Regions from separate parts of the Zea mays genome. Here region 2 is linked to region 1. The links are chromatin contacts, called in public Hi-C maps. All regions are on one chromosome and are shown on one strand. The core of a region is the stretch at or near the end of the contact, and the rest is flanking DNA. Distances in the headings are between cores, read along the strand shown.

Region 1 (5,740 bases), core at 1,728-4,227:
AGATTCCAAATTGTGGAGATTCCTCACAACAGGGTAAACTTGAGATAAGAAAGAAAACCATGGTATTCAAGTTGATCTTTGGATCACTTGAGAGGGGTTGAGTGCTACCATCGTCCATTGGAACGCCACAATGTGTAGTAGGCAAGCATTTTACACATGATTGAACCACAGGATAAAAATCACCGTGTCACCTGTCTGTTTCACTTTACTGCGATTCTATTCTTTATAGCACGTATCTTCACTTATAATATTGCTCTAAGTTTAACACTCATCTTGTGAGAGCAATTAAGTGAAGAAGTCCTCTCTTCTCTCGCTCTTCATTCGAATTTGGTTTTGATTCCACTAATCCACTTTAGACCAAGTTTGTTTTTGTCGAGTAGTTTTTATAGGATCATCTATTCACCCCCCTCTAGATGCTCTCACTTACCCGACTAAGGAAAACAACTCTCAAGGATATGCTGGATTTGGGAATCAAGGAAAGGCTTTTAGCAAGAATCAACTTTAATATTTTGCAGAAAAGCTTACTAAAATGAGTCCTTACTTTCAACATTTTAATGCCAGATCAAGTATTAATAGACCTTGTTTGCATCTAATCTAATTTCATCATCTCATCAATATAACATTATTTTAACTTATCATTATTCCATCCTGACTTACGATGTAGGTCGGTGAGCAAGTCTCCATTGTTCGAGGATATAACGACGATTCGAATCGATTTACCTAGTTGGGGATCTCTATCCACACGACATATATAGCACTTAACTCTTGCATATGCCAACCCACCACCTGCTATCTCAAGCCAGAACGGGTTCCCGCCAACTGAGAGAACAGTACCCCACCATCTAGCCTCTTGCTAGGTGAGCACATATACTCTCACCATCTCTCCACTCCCATTGCGGGGTCGTCCTTTCTGGTACTGGCCAGGCTAAGATTATGCTTACACTGTCCCATACCAGGGCATGTGGCTATCGAAGTAGTCCTCGATTAGCAGGCCTACACTCGAGATAATTCTTAATCAACCTAGGTGAAACATCACCTATTCCTACCCCAAGTCTTGATTTAAGCACTTCCATCCTTATGACTTATTTGTGTACCTTAGGATGAATAGAACATCAAAGGGAATCTTGCATTAGATATCCCCATGATTCTGGTGAAAATATTCTTGTAGGTAAAGTCATCCTTCCTCAGAATAAACCCTGAGCTAGACATTATTGTAAAGGACAAACTCAACCTACAAGATTTATATCTAAGCAGGGCTAAGCAATTTTGTAAACATTATTTGATATTTCAAAAGAAGTATCTTTAAAGGCATCAGGATCAGATAGTATTGCTCCCTCTTCCGCTACCTTTGCAACTGTAGACTGTCTCAGAGTTGTCTTCATATATGGATCATGACATTGTCTCTCAGTTCAATAAAGACTTCAACATCTTGAGTTGGTGGCATGAACATAAACTTACATATCCTATTCTTTCTTTCCTTGCTAAAGATGTCATGACTATTCTTGCTTCTACTATATCCTTCTGAATCAACTTTTACTCTATTCTTGCTTTTACTATATCTTTTGAATCTAACTTTTAGTCTATCTTTTGAATCTTAGTCTAGTTGGTTGCGTGATTGAGGAGCGTCGTCGCCAGCTCACAAATGATATGTGATTGAGGAGCGTCGTCGCCAGCTCACAAATGATATGGTAGAGATTTTGTCATGTATAAAGGATTAGGAATTAGTAGAATCACATATGCACCACAATGTGGAGAAGGACACTAAAGAAAAGGAAGAAAGTTATCTATGAAAGCATGGTCCTTGAAGATGCAAGTCATGAATGAGTGTTTGAAAGTTTATTTGGATTGTAACTTATTTGTTGAAAGGTGGGCTATAATAAACTTTAATACTTTATTTTGGAGCTGGTTGTAATCTTTTTTCCCTTTTTAGGTTTTTCTCACTGTCAGCTTTTACCTTTCTAGGTTTTGCACGACATTGCACAACAGCTCGCTCGAAACCTAATTCAGTATCTACTTTGCTAAAGTTTATGCTCTTTTATGTGTAATATTGTGCTCTGCAATCTGTGAACTATAGTTGGACATTTGGACTTAATATTGTGCTTTGTAATTAGGATTCATGAGACTTGTAATATTATGCTTTATAATCTGGATTCTGAACACTTGGACTATAATGCTTTGTAATCTGGATTGTGATCTGTACTTGTATTGTATTGTCTGGATTGTGATCTGTACAAGTACTGTATTGTTGATTGTGATCTGTACTTGGACTATAGAAAAATACTTGTATATAGAAATACTGTACGAGAGAGCGAATATACTAAGAGCTAGTTTGGAACCTAATTTCTCTTGAAAACATAGAAATCCCAAAAATAAGTTTTCCAAACTAGCCTTAAAAGAAAAAAAGAAGAGATTTATTTCTAGTGTCGTTTTTTTTTCCAACTGAAATCAAGAGTTGAGATTCTTCATTCCGGGACGATGGAGAGAACTTATTCAGTCTTTCGCAAAGCAGAAAAACAGAACTGAATACCCTACCGAACACAACACGCACGCTACATCCTGCTATTACGGTTACAACGGACCGAGCTACTTGGCTTCACGCGAGCCCTCGCGGCGCTTCTCCGGGTCCCGGCCGGCGGCGGGGTCCCCGTGGCCGACGGCGACCTTGGCCACCTCAGTGGCCGGCGTGCCGGACCTGGCCTTCTGGTACAAGACAAGGTAGCCGACGACGCCGACGATACCGAACCCCACCAGCGCCATGGTGCCCGGGCCGTACGGCAGCGGGCGGCGGCCGCGCTGGTGCAGCACCTCTCCGGGGCCCCGGCCCGGCGGGCGCATCGACTCCTCCACCCCTGCCGCGCGCACCTCCTCCGCGCTCATCTTGTGCGTGTCGGCGTTGCGGCGCCACTCCTCCGTGCCGCTCTTGGCCATTGTTTGTTGCTCTGCTAGCTCTCCCCTGCGTTTGTGAGCTGCTCCCTGCTGCGATGCGGCAACAAGGTCTGTGCTAATATAAGGTGCAAAGCGAGGTGGCAACGTGGCGCCATCGCCATGAATGGAACACGTAGGGGAAGCACGTGTTGGACGTCCAGGCGACACCATGACCTGCTGTGCCAGACACAGACAGCCATATGGCTGGTAGAGACAGACGTGCAGAGTAGAAAGCGGAGCCCGGCGCGATTGTTGTTCGGTCAGTGTATGCGTAAAATAAGAATATAGGACGCACACGTACGATGCATCGACGTGCGGGCCCACGATACGTATGCTCTGGTCTTTTGGATACGTCTCGAGAGCAGAAAAACCATCGTTGATGGCTGCTACGGCAGTGCGACGGAACATTAGAAGTGTCTTTGCAACGCGATTTCGGGGACAGTTGGTTTAGTTGCAATTGAATTTCATTTTAATAATTATAATTTAGATAAAACTAATTAAATTCATATATTTATATATTATCTTAAATCATATGAAAGAGATAATTATATACTATATTTATGTTATAGCCAAGTAAGTAAAAAAGTGTGCTATAAGTTGTACATCGGAAAAATAGTATGTAAATCTATAGAATCAATTTCTATCTCTCACCTACATGAATTTGAGATAGTCTTATATGATAACTTTGAAAAATAGTGAAATGTCACATTCTAAAAAAATAGTCTATTTCATTAGTAAGATTTCAATTCCTCAAAATGAAATCAAAATGAAAGAAAGTAAACGAGACCTAATGTTTTTTATACGGTTTATATACGATTTACGTGGGTAGATGTAGACTAAGCGATCCGTGATAAGATTATCTCGGACAAAAGGCTCTTTATGGCGCGTGGTTATCTGACTAATTAGGCAGAAATCTGTTGGGATATATGGGTCCAATATATATATACTAGTTGATTGTCCGTGCCTTGCGACGGTTTACAATAATATCCTATAAACTATCCACAAAAAAATTTAAGATTTTTTATTGATTGATGTCTCCGCTCTTCGTATAATATTTTTTGATTTGGCTAAGTGTTGTTATTGTTTACTCCATGCAATATGTCTTGGTACAACACAACCAATAAAGTGAGCGATTAGAAAAGAGTTCACAACGACTGACTGAACGAACAGAGATTATAAAATGATATAATTTCACCATACAGAGACCAAATAAGAGAAAGTTTATAAGCTCAAGTTTCTAAAATAAGTCACATAAACTCAAACTTATAAAAAAGATAGATCAAAATATGGAGTTATTGCTAAAGTCAGGCACAATAAAAATCGGATGCGCTCCATATAAATTATGCTACTTCGTATCAATTACTAACGTTTAAAACCAACAAATAACCTTTCATTTTACTGTTAGTGTGACAAATCATTGTTGCTCCACCCAATTCACAACCTCAAACAACATAGAGTCCATTGCGCCAATGTGTCTCAGAAACGACCCAATACTTGCAAGAGCCAAGAGCGACGTGTCGTGCTAGGGCTGTAGCCTCAGCTCGTAGTGTTGGCCCGGCCCGACACGATTATATTTTTTTTATTTTACAAAAAATGTATATACATATATACAATTTATATTCAATATTAAAAACATCTGAGCATTATGTTCTACTGGTTAGATAGCTTCACCCAGTGTCTCTCGCCCTTCACCGTTTTTAACATTTTACGCTGATTTAATCAAATGGGCTAATGGGCTGGCCCGACACAGTCAGCAGGCCGGCATGACGTGCCTAGGCCAGAGTTGTACCAATTGATAGTAGACGCGGCCCGATCTTCCGTGAGATACGATAACTTGATTGAGTGGAGATCTCGACGTTGATGATCCAAGGCTCCGAGCGAACGGTTCCTCGCAATCACTATACCACGGCTCCGTTGGTTATCACCCGTGACACATGAATGACCTCGCCACGAAAGCTTATCCCTGCAAGCGCAATCAAGAACACAAGCAAGAACAGGAAAGAAACGCAACCAAAATTGTATTGATTACGGGATGGGGTCTCATAAGCCGATGACGGCGACACTGTTCGATGACAGAATTGATCTAAGCAAAACCCAAACCTAAATGTGGCGGCAGCTGCTGAATAAATAGAGTATTAGGGCGTGCGTGACCCCCTGGACTCGCCTCTAATGGGCTCCGACGCGATACACGGCCCAACAGACGGTGTCGCAGCACCAAAACAGAATCTGAACGCTGACTTGTTTCGACGATTCCCGTTGACTCCGAATGAATTTTAGGGTGGAACCAGTTGAGTCGGTTAGATAATCTCGTTATCTTTCCAACCATATCCAGTCCGTCGCAATCGGAGTCCGGATGCATCTTGGGCGTCCATTTTAGTGCAGACTGGTCCTGGAACCCGAGATGGAGTCGCAGCCGACTCGGACTTGATCTCCTTCCTGTTGTGGACGCCCTTGCTGCTCCTCCTCAACACCTTGGCCTTTCCCAAGTCCTTGCTGGTCCTCTCCAAGGTACCTAATCATCAAAACATCCATGGCCCCAAGCGTAAGCTCTGAAACACAATTGACTAGGGTAGAACGTACCTGGAGATTTAGCTGTCGTGCACGGGATCGTGTTATCGGTCCATTCATTGTATGTATAGAAGTGATGTCCTCATCATCCTCCTCCTCTTGAATTGGAGTCGTCCTCAACTCGATCTCATATTCGTCACCCATATATGGCTTCAAATCTGAAATGTTAAAGGTGGAACTAACCCGAAAATCTGGAGGCGACTCAGGTGGTAATCCAGGGGGTATCTCAGAGGGAAACACATCCATA
Region 2 (5,740 bases), core at 2,144-4,643, 450 kb after region 1:
GTACTTTCATCTCCTTCAAGCTGAAGGTACATTTGTAATTCGATGTTATTTCTGTTTCTACATAATAATAATGCAAAAATAAGTTAATAATAATATACAATTGTCTATGTTATCCTTCATATTCCTTATGATTCATCCTTCGTCACTGTATAGTGTATTTATGAAGGTACGCCCTTCATAACCTTCGTCCGAAAATCATTATATCCTAAGGGAAATAATGCTTCGAAGGACGAAGGACTTTACCGATTAACATTTTCTATGTTGCCTTGTTCTTAACTCAAAGTTATCAATTGTACCACCAGATATCGAACATTTAAAACTTACGTGGAACTACCCACATGTCATGCTATACATAATGAACCAGAAAAGCCGACCGTGTTATTTCTTTTTTGTTAAATCATTGCTAAACCACGTATGTACCTTATTTCTCTGTTTAACACAGGCCTTTGACGTGAATCTAACATACATCATTATCCCATTTGTTGTCTTGGTCACAATGTTGCCCCAATCCTCTAGTACCATTAAGGTAGCGTTTGGTTCTCAAGCCAGTTAGAATGAAACGGCTCCATGCCAGGAGCGGTTCCGTCCGAGAGATTTTAGGGAGCCGGATGGTTTTGTATTTGAGCATAATTTTTATTTTTTAGAGCCACTCGATCCAACATGGAACCAATATAATCCAAACAACAACAAATTAAGAGTGGGGCGGCTCCATCCTACCATACTCTAGAACCAAACACTACTTAAAAGGATCACAAAAGGGTTAAACGGGGCGAGGAGGAGGAGTGTTTTGGATTAGCCAACTCTAGGGTTTTATGATATGTTAAAGAAGTTACATGCTTAGATAGATGTTGTCTGAGCTAGAGGACTGATGAGCTCCCTCTTTTAATTAGGTTCTAAAGATAGTCTAAATTTACCCAATCTCTGGTTGAACCCTTGATTTTTTTTATGCTAGATCCTTGGTTTGTCTTGTGCTCTACATTGCTTTGCACCCTTTTATAGCACAAGGAAGAAGAGAGTTACATTCCTACTAGATAGTGGGCTTTGTTTAGCAGAGCTTCAACTACTCCTATCTTATCGTAAACATAGAGCATACATAGTGCAAACCTCGATCATGCCATAATGTCAAGCATGTTTTGCTAAAGTGGCAGATATGTCTCAACCTAATGGTAGGTACGGAAGTCCATACTATAGAGCGATGTAGTTAGTAAATGATGTTATTGTTTGTACTTTATACTACTTGTGAGTACATCTACATGTCTGGAGTAGCTGTAGTGATAGTGGTGCGCACCACACACTGGACGTGGTTGCACCTATGGCCTTAGTCATGGCGATAACCACTTTCTTAACAGCAACATAAACTTATCTTGACTATCCCACACCATGTGGCCATCGTGACTAGAGGCACATGTGGTATCAAGGTCGTACAACCTAGGATCACCCTGTCCTAAAGGGTCTTCTTCCCAAAACTATGAGGCACGCTGAGGAATCCTTATGCGGTTTGATTTTGGGTCCTAGTTTGTCAAAGCCATTGAACTTTGGGTGAGCAGAGGGGCTTGGCCCCTAGCCTAGAGGGCTGAGAGGCCTAGGTACCCAAAGGTCTAAAGGATCCCAGAATTTAGCTCTCCGTCATGGAGTGTCATGGAGTACCATGGAGGTCTAGCCTCTAGAGGGCTTTAAGATTTGGTCTCTCAACCAAGATAACCTAAACCTTAGCTGAAACGGTAATGTCCACCTGTTGCATGAGGCCTTGGATAAGGTTGGTATGAGCAGGTCTACTCCATGTTTTTTCTTCTGCTAACTATATCTTGAAGGTGTATTACTAGAATATGATCTTTCCTAAACACTGGCAACTATATATATTAGTATATTCTTATACATATTTGGTAACAACTAAAAGTGTTTAATTCCTGTTGAGCACCAGTTTGGGTAGCCGGACTGTCCGCCCCTGGGGCCAGACGGTCCGTGGTCCAGACTGTTCGCGTCATCCATGCGTGCACAGAATCAGTTAGGGTTCCGAATTTCTATGGGGTTTGTTAGCAAAACATGCGGGATTAACTCGAGAACCGACTTGTAACGGGTACAGACCTCCACCCTTTATATAGATGAAGGGGTACGACCAATTTGAACCCCCACAATCGATTCGATCAACTCTTCTTCTCGTTTTTACCTTATGCATTAGGAGTAGCCCTAGTTTAGTCTTCATCTACCTCGAATCTTTACCACTCTTCGACTCTACGACGACTAGAGACGTCTTGGGTGGCCTGTCGACGTCAAGACACACCCTATGGTCTCTCCTCCCCAACGGGGTCCATCCCAGTAGGCAAGATCTAGGTCTGTTGCGAAGAAGACTCTCTGCGCCATCGTGGACCGTCCGAGCCCGAATCCCTGGCGTAGACCGTTCGGACGTACGCTGAAAAGGAGCCGCTCCTGTGTCCAGGTCGCGGACCGTCCTCGTCTCCATAGAGAACACCGCCAGGTGGTTTATTCCGGTGTTTGGCGACTACATAGGTGCCGACAATTCCCTAAAAAGCAAGAACCATGATTGCGTTGGGATGTCGAGAGTACTCCTCCTATGTCCAGATTCCAGCAGGATTGCTAGCCTCAGCAGTCAGCAGGGTTCCTGGAGTCCTGAGACAGATGATGGCGTGCAAGGCGTTTGGATTCAAGTTCAGTTCAATTCGTGGCTCGCAAAATTGCAGGGAACGGACGCTGAGGAAGCGTCAATTGAAGCACCACGGACGGGGTGGTAGAGCGAGCCGGAACTAGAAGGAAGAATGAAGCTGAAGCAAGGCCGTGTCAATGTGTCATGGTGTGTGCTCCGAGGCCGTCCGCCCGCGTTCGGTTCGCTAGGATTGTGGCACCGCTCTCATTCTCTGAATCTTTCAGAGGAAAACTGAACAGATGTGTCCGTGTCGGCATGGGGGTAGCTTGTGTCGTCCGTTGTGCTGCAACGACAAGACTGGCTTGGCTGGCTGGCTGCCTGCCGTCCTCAACTCGCCTCACAGTACCTAGGCATGCATGCCATCGTCCTCATCACGACATGACCGTGCGTTGCGTTGCATGCAGCTGGGGTTCTGCACGACAGACATGTGGTCCTGATCGAGCCGTCGGGCGTCCAACCAACTTCTCTCTAGCTCTACCCGCGCAGATTTATGAGGTCGGACTGGAAGGAGTCGGTGCAGGCCATGGCCAGCCGGACGACAATAAAATTAAAATGGGTGGGGGTTTTATTGGTACGGCCTACGGGTATACGAGTTACTAGTACTAATAATTCTTCCATCATTATTTAAAACGCACGTACGTACGGGCCCGGACGCGACACAATCAAGGCCGTCTTATAAATACGCAATCTGGGCGGGCTCAGGCCTAAGGCCTAGGGCCACGGCCCTACTCGCAGCCTGAACAGGTTTTCAGTTTTCGTCCACGAAAGAACAGCCCCCACTAAAGACAAGAGCAGGGCAGACACTGCTCGTGGCCCTGGTCGTGGTCGCTCGGGCTCACAGCTCACTCCAAATATTTGGAACAATGCATATGCCAATGGGTCAGAATCGGCTTCTAGCTGTCGAATTCTTCGCTTCCAAGTCTGCTTATGTGACAATCGTTTTTTTTTCGGTGAAAATCACCAAATCAATATGGATGCAGAATCTCTCCCGCCGCCGTGGTAGGAGGAATCAACCGCTTCCTAAACCATACTAGCTACTTCGTCTTTCTGTATGCACGTGAGCTCCTTAGTTATCTAAATTCTCGTTACAACTAGATTATCCTCGAATTCAGATCCTCAAAAAAAAAACTCCTCGAAAAAAGTGTACCGAACAGATCTAAAATATGGTTCGTCAGACTTGTCAAAATTCTCACGACAACATAAATACGTTGCTATAATATTTATAGCTTTTCGTAAAATCGTATCTTATGTTTTTTAGCATTGGTATAGATTAAAATATCCTTCCTAATATAAAAGTATCTAACTCTACTTTATGTACCTTTTGTTAAAAAAATTAACATATTATATATGTGTGAGAGAGACATTTAATATTAAGAGTCTCTTTGATTGGGTTATGGCTGTGAAAAAAACCGATGTGAGCTGTGACCTGTGAAAAAAAACTGTTGTGAGATGTGCACTGCTAAAAAACTAAAAACTGTTTGGTGGAAACCACATTTTATCACGAAAACGAGATCGGATCTGGAATAGTCGAAAATCAAAATAGGAGTAAAATAAATTGGTGTATGAAAACGAAACAGATCAGGAATATTAAGTGAAAACTCATAATTTAAAACAAAACACACATGGTAATGATGGCTAACCGGTGACTAATCGACAGAGAAACAACATTAAATAAATAGCTACACAAAGACAACATTTCATTCTTGTTTTCTTGCTATTGGTGTGGATATAACTTTACAGCCGGTGGTGTTTGTTCTTTAGATCGCTTTTTCATTGAGGAGAGTCAGTGGCTAGAACGGTCTCTTGTGTTATAGTTTGTCACCTAAGGATATGAGGATTCAGCTAATACACTATGCATATTGGGTTGATCATAGATTTCTCAAATACGGAATAAATACGGGTTCAAACGGGTTAAAAGTAGGACCTGCAAAAACGGGCGGAATGGATCCTCTCCCTTTTTTGAATTTTTCCATAAATATAAAAATGGAGGGACCAAATATAAAAAACATTATAGGTCGGAAGGAGATTTTACATGACCACTACCGTCAATGTCGCCCTCGCAAGGCCACCCTCTTCCCTAGGCTCCATGGTGGCCTCAGGCACTAAGGCTGGTGCCAGTGGGGGCGACAGGGCCATCACGGGATGAGAGGCGGAGAGAGGGACGAGAGAGGGGCGAGAGAGCTGGAGCGGACGATGGTCGCGTCGCCCAACGATAGTGTGCCTATCGCCTCGCTCTAGCCCGCACTATAGAGCGAGTTGAGGCGGTAGTGGGGCGAGAGGCGGGCGATAGTGGGGTGATATGTTGGAGTAGAGGGCGAGCGAGCGAGAGGGATGAGGCGAGAGTGAATTGGTGGTCTCTGGTTCGTCCATGTCAGTCACGTTAGTGTCACTCGTACTAGTCCTTGGTGATTGTTTGGAGTCCAAAAAAATCAAAAGGATGCAAAAAACAAAAATTTCATTCTCAATCCAATTATGAATACTATCGCTTAGTTAGAGCTCATCTCACAAACAATTTCATCTCATGATTTTTTTTCTAATTATTATGTAATTTTCTTTTAAGTATTATGTAATACATAATTTTTAATAAAAAATATGTTGTGTAATTTTTAAGTTTCAAAATAAATCAGTATAAATAGTTAATTGTAAAATAAAAGGATGATGTGATTGTGAACTGGGGCTATAGTCTGTTGTAGTCTATGCACTAGAGCAGTAGGGGCGAGAGTCAAGTCAAGAGCTAATGTAATAGGGACCGAGAAGATGGTGCACTTGCACCAGCCTAAGCCTGCACCAAGCATCGCCTCGGTTCGTCGGCCTTTACGTCATCGAGCTCCTGAGAAGAACGCTCGAGTAGGGAAACTGTGAATGGTGATTGGTGAAGGTATTTCTTCTCTTTACTTCAAGAGTTCAAGTAAAATAATTTGTGCTTGTTTTGATTTCATCTAATTTTGAACTTTTGATTCTGAAACGATGAAGAGGACCATGAATTTAGCATTATATTTCTCTTGAATTCATCAAGAAGGACAAATCATCCCTCCGTCGTTGGTCCAGAGCAAGAAAACATCCAACCTCCATTGCCAT

What was found. Hi-C and Micro-C count contacts between places; a contact is called where the count stands out from the background.
Region 2: a contact with region 1 is called in a Hi-C map of ear, with 1.7 times the contacts expected there. The contact joins the enhancer-like site here to the promoter of LOC100278520 in region 1. A contact is called at or near these places in 2 of 25 Hi-C or Micro-C datasets (ear and leaf).

What each region holds. Positions count from the first base shown.
Region 1 is chr2:167,423,012-167,428,751 of Zm-B73-REFERENCE-NAM-5.0, forward strand. It overlaps LOC100278520 (F8M12.18 protein), which reads right to left and starts at 2,978. Exons shown (of 1, transcript NM_001151768.2): 1 at 2,441-2,978. The coding sequence starts at 2,928. The coding sequence ends at 2,584.
Region 2 is chr2:167,868,903-167,874,642 of Zm-B73-REFERENCE-NAM-5.0, forward strand. No RefSeq gene overlaps it. Among protein-coding and RNA genes, the nearest start is that of LOC100282883, 21 kb to the right of the region's middle. Within about 2 kb of position 3,394, at least 16 of the 20 cell types and tissues checked have an H3K27ac peak or open chromatin away from gene starts, as enhancers often do. A contact at or near this core is called in ear and leaf, where this site is marked.